Linked DNA regions of Ovis aries: region 2 is linked to region 1. The links are chromatin contacts, called in public Hi-C maps. All regions are on one chromosome and are shown on one strand. The core of a region is the stretch at or near the end of the contact, and the rest is flanking DNA. Distances in the headings are between cores, read along the strand shown.

Region 1 (2,823 bases), core at 161-2,660:
TTGAGCTCTTTGAGTTCAGTAAGTCTATTCCTAAAAGTGGAAATCTGGCTTTACAAAGATGAGATTCTCATTGCTTGATTCATAAGCATTTAAAATCCTGATATATATCTTATACCTTCACCAGGATGAAAAAATGACTAAGGGAAAAAATCACCAACAGCATCTCTAATGAGGCCTAGCAATCCCCTTGGTGGTTATCTGGCTGGAATCCTCTCATCCTAAACCCACTGCCAAGTGGGTAGGTCCATAAGTTAATTGCTGCTCATTGTCTGCATTCCCCTGACAGCTTGTTCAAACTTGTATTAAAACACACAAACACCACATTTTAGCTATCTGTTTACAGGTCTGTTGTACCCATTAGATAGGTCAGAGACTATTACTAGACCTTGAGGGAAGTTTTCACTGATTTTGATTTTTTTAAATAATTTTGTGTTCTTCTTTATTATAAATTCACATTGATATTCCCATAGAAAAGTATATTAAATAAGAGAGAGATAATTCTATTTAGATATCATTTAAAAAGCAGAAAAAGTTCACTTTTTCCTCAATGAATATAAACCCTCTATTGACAAATCTCAGGCCATGTTCACATGACACTACTCTTTGTGACTCTGAAGCAATGTTTGCTCAGACCACATAACCTGCCAAGAGTAAGCATAGCAATAAGACACAGAGTTAACCGTCATCCTCCAGCTTCCAAACATTATATTGCTCACAAAGCTGTCACCTGTCAACTGTACTGTTTGCACCGTACTATCACATTACTGCTTGTAAACTAGTTCAGAGCTTTTGCATAGAGTTTGAAGGCTATAATTTGAATTAACATTATTGAATTTAGATAATATTATTACAGATTAAGGTTTCCAAGTTAATCTTTGTTTATCTGATAATTAATTTCCATCTTAAATTTCTATTAAACCCAAGATCTACTTCATCTTAGGGTTAGAATACAAGGATATTGCTAAATTCAGTTAAATTGCTCAGTCACTGGAAAAATAAAGGGAGGAAGAAGAGGTACAACTTTTCCTCTTCAAGGACCATAAGATACAGTTTTAAAAAACAAAGAAACTCAATACCTTACAGCTCTGAAATCATAGTTTCTGGTTAACACCAATCCAAGAGCCTGGAGAAGCATCTCAGCAATTAAAATGGCATAAAAAACAGACAGGCTTCTCTTTGGAATGTACTATAAATTCAAGTTATGTAAGAGAGGCTAGTTTTGCAATTTCACATTTAATAGCAAAACAATTGAAACCATTTTCAACCAGTGACCTTTATCTTAAGTCATGTTGGAAGTTGTTCCACTTTTATTTCAAGATTTTGAAACAGAGACAAAATCTGTAGAAGCATCGACCAATAGCCACTGAGTAAAAACGAGCCAGGCTGTTTCGGATCAGTTTCAGAATGACAGGGGTGGATGTTATTCCTTTTCAAATTTCTCTCGATGAGAGTGCTGGTGTTGCGCCTTCTGTATTTTTATCAGTTACTGACTACCTCGCAAAAAAAAAGACAATGCCGTGTGTCAAAAATGTTCTAAGTTGGCTAATATTCTGGGGAAATAACACACACACACACACACTTTAAACATATGTAAGGCAGTATCCAAGAAGCATGAAATTGTTACTGAAGTTATTTCTTCTAACGCAGAGCTGAAGCTGAAACTGAACCACCCTCTGTGAGTCTGCTTATCCACACCAATGACAAGGAACTTACTACTTCACAAGGCAGCCCCTTTCATGGCAGAAAAGTTGTAACTACTAGAAAGTTATGTTAAGGCTGAAACCGGTATTCCCCTAAGAACCACCGATCAGTCCTGCCTTTGCCTTGGAATCATAAGCTTTCTTCTACATGGCAGCCCTCCAGATACTTAAAATATCTTTTTAGTTTCCTATTTATTTTTTTCTGTGTCCCAAGTTTAGATAGTCCGATTCTTCTTTTTTCCTCCAACTAGACTTACAGCTTGAGAACAATAACATAGAATTTGAAATCTCAAACCAGCAGTTTTCAAACTTATCGTTAAGAAAAATGGGTTTCTTCACACCAAATCTTTAAGAAACCCCAAGAATAAAATAGACAAATTGATAAAGTGATTCCTCGGATTTATTTAAATCTTTGTCTTTTGACAGAATACACTTCAGTTGTGGGGCGGGGGGAGCGGTGGGGGGTTGGGTGGAGTGGGGAGGAAGAAGTATAAACCTAATTACCTCCAATAAGAACTCTGCACCGAGCCAGTTTGACAACCCTCTGCTTTCGAATATTACAGTGATTGTAGCAAATAAAGAACACAGATGGTGTCTTCCTTTATTTTCCTAGTGCCTAGTTACCTGTCCCATCATCGGGGTCAGCACGTGATTATTATATAAAAGAGAAGGGAAAGATTTGGGAAGATGAAGAGTTAAATTCTAGTTCTGAATCATGTCAGTTCACATTTCAAACACTGTCCTCCACAATTTCTTATAATTAGGGTGACCATGCATCCAATTTATGGTTTCAGTGTAATTATTAACAGTGCCCCTTTCACTCTCGGAAGAGTCCCAGTTTAGACAATCCCTTATATATAGTCACTTCATTTATAATATAGTAATAATGAGAGTCAGTGAATCCAAGAGAATTCTGAACATGTTAGGATCCTCTCACAAAGGCCCTCTGGCCAAAGACCTCCCATGCTTTGAGCTTGGAGCTTATTACTGCAATTGTTAAGAGGGCAGAGCAATCAGCAGTGAGGAGAGAAGATCTTGGGGGCTACCCTGCTCCAGAAGCACGTGCTTTCCAGTAAGGAGGGAAGAAGGTACCAGAATGATCGTGCGGGAGTAGAAAAATACA
Region 2 (2,715 bases), core at 115-2,614, 620 kb after region 1:
GCTGCGTGAACCGCGTTGTAGTTGTAGCACAGTCTGTTCTAAATCCACGCAGTATCTGTGATACTGGCACCGCAGGCCTTTAGAATTCCCTCCGGCTGGTCTCTTTAAACACAGACAGGAGAGATTTTTAACAACGACCTTGAAACGAGCTGGGAGAGAGCGGGGGGAACCAAGACCTAAAGAAAAAGCAGAACACAAACATGTATTTGGCTCACAGAATTTTGTAGAACACACGCGTACGCGTACACATACACATACACACACGTTTCTTGCAGCAAGAATTTTCCTAAGAGTCAACAATAACAGAGTAAACCCACCACTTGCTGTCCTGGAAAGAAACAAACCAAAACAAATCCTTTGAACATGTCTTTCTAGCGCAGGAGAGCGTCCTCTCAGTAAAAGTCCAAGGGAAAAAGGAAAATTGAACACCCTTCCCCGCCCCCCTGAAAAAAGTGGGGGTCGGAATTGTTACATATGACAAAAAACTCAAGCTTCTTTCAACACTATCAGTATTAAAATAACACGTCTTCCTTAAATCGTTTGAGACATTTCATAGGGGTAAAACAAAACAAAATCCAACCGATGCGGGATCCTACGATTTACGTAACATCACAAAGTTGCAAAAGGCAAAAATCAGAAGCAAAAATCCGCAAACCATCATAATACAACCACCCCAAATCCCAAACCACCACACCAAGGAAAAAAAAAAAAATCCCAAACTGTCCCAAATAAAAATAAAGCAAATGAACCCACCGAAAACTGCTTGGCAAATATTTTTCTCGTGGTGCCTAATATTCTAGCTGGAAAGAGCTGTGGTGTTTTTTTTTTTTTTTTTTCCCTTACTCGCCCCGAAACCTACTATATATAACAGACTTTTCCCAAAGGTTCGAACCTCTCGCTTCCTTTTGTGTTTTGAGCTCGGAGGAGCTGAGTTTATGGGGAAGAGAGGAGAAATGAGCCCCAGACCCCGGGGAAGCAAAGCGCACTCCCCCTCTTATGTCACCGAATAGCAAATTAGTTCTCAGAATTCCAGAGGCCGAGCTTTGCTACAGCGAAGACGCCGACGTCACAGAGGGGCGCCCACGTGACGGTGGCGGAGCAGGCTGTACCACCGACCGGGGGCCGGGGAGGGAGAGCCACCGTCCGGCCCCTCGACCCTCGCGCCGAAATCTCCAAACCCGAGACGTTCAGCCCGTGAGGACCCCAAAATCTGCGGGACAGCGGGAAAATATTTTGGCTTGGAGGGCTTTTTATGGCCCGGAGGAGGCATAAGTCGTGGAGAGCTGACACCGAGTCCTCCCCTGCTACGTAGCAGTGGTAAAGTCCCCAGCTCAAATTCCGAGAATTGAGCTCTGTTGATTCTTAGAACTGGGGTTCTTAGAAGTGGTGATGCAAGAAGTTTCTAGGAAAGGCCGGACACCAGGTGATTATTGCTGTTGCTGCCGCCGCTGCTGCTGCCGCCGCCGCTGTTGCCGCTGGTGCCGCTGCCGCCGCCGCTGCTCATGATCATTATTTTACCTTTTAATTCTTTTTTTCTGCTCTTGCCAAATGCTTTGGCTCCAAGTTTCCTATGTGTATCTATTGATGTAAATGTATATATTTATTTATTGTAGCTGTCAGGTGTTAAAATAAATGCCGAAGATTAGTCCCACGTCTCTCCCACTCTAGGATGTAGATTTTTATATTTTTATTATTTTATTCTTGTTGTCTTTGAGTGAATTGGCCGGTTTGGGGAGGCTTTTGCCACCCTCCCTTGTGTTGTTTTGGTTTTTGAAGAGGAGGTGGAGGAGAGGAAGGAGGGGAATTAGGGGGCGGCCGGAGCAGAAAGGACGAGACAGTGCTTGGGGGGTGATTCGGGCAAGTCTGGGGGCTGTCTGGCCCCAGACGGCGGAGAGGACGCGCGCTCGCGCTCTCGCTCTTTCTGCTGCTGCTTGCGTACGGCTTGTGATCTCGCTGGATTCGTGCGGCTGTGTTTTTTTTTCCCTCTTTTCTCGCTTGCAAACTGCCTTCCTTGCTCCCTCGCTCCAGCCTCGCCTTCCTTCCTTCCCTCTCCTTTCCCTCGCCTCTCCTTCCTTCCCCTCTCCCGTCCTTCTTGGTCACTCCGGGAGGCGAGGAGGGAGACTGCCCTTTCGCTCGCCCCGCTGGCTCCCTTCCACCGGCCTCGGTCCTCTCGATTCCCCACCTCCGAGCCGAGATTTTGGAGGAGAAATGCAAGCGAACTCCTAGTGGATATTTATTTTTTTTCCCCTTCATAAACCCAGATGAAGTGTTCCTTTCTGAGCCGCGATCTTCCTAACGAGATCCGAGCGTTTTGGTGTCCCCTTCCCCTGCGTTTTGGGGGAGGTTTAGCTTGCCTGGGGGCGGGGATGTTGAATAGTTTGGAAATCATTCTTTCTTGGTTGCAGTCTAGGGAGTCGGGAACCCCCGCGCGCTCCCTCTCCCGGTCCTGGGGAGAGAGGCTTGTGGCGGGATGGGGATTTGGGGGTGGGGGTGGGAAAGGGGTGCGCGTTTGCACCTGCGGTGCTGTTCAGAGTGCGGGGACTCCGGGAACCTTCGCAGAACGGCCCAGCCAAGCGGGAAGGTGGCGGGATTTCTGGCGGTCGTGGTGTTTGTATTTTGGGCGCTGCGTGACTCGGTGTTAGCTCCCAATGGCTGTTTCCCTGCTTTCCTAAATTTTTATTTTTCCCGTGGTGCAAGCTTTGTGAAAACAAACAA

What was found. Hi-C and Micro-C count contacts between places; a contact is called where the count stands out from the background.
Region 2: a Hi-C map of liver shows a contact between it and region 1, with 8 times the contacts expected there. The contact joins the promoter of BCL6 here to the enhancer-like site in region 1. A contact is called at or near these places in 2 of 16 Hi-C or Micro-C datasets (liver and mixed tissues).

What each region holds. Positions count from the first base shown.
Region 1 is chr1:199,761,346-199,764,168 of ARS-UI_Ramb_v3.0, forward strand. The region is part of intron 3 of LPP (LIM domain containing preferred translocation partner in lipoma); the gene reads right to left. Among named protein-coding and RNA genes, the nearest start is that of LPP, 230 kb to the right of the region's middle. Within about 2 kb of position 1,411, at least 10 of the 54 cell types and tissues checked have an H3K27ac peak or open chromatin away from gene starts, as enhancers often do. A contact at or near this core is called in liver, where this site is marked.
Region 2 is chr1:200,383,597-200,386,311 of ARS-UI_Ramb_v3.0, forward strand. BCL6 (BCL6 transcription repressor) reads left to right here and starts at 1,365. Exons shown (of 10, transcript XM_042233309.1): 1 at 1,365-2,715. It overlaps LOC105602706 (a long non-coding RNA gene), which reads right to left and starts at 1,016. Exons shown (of 3, transcript XR_001021447.5): 1 at 754-1,016.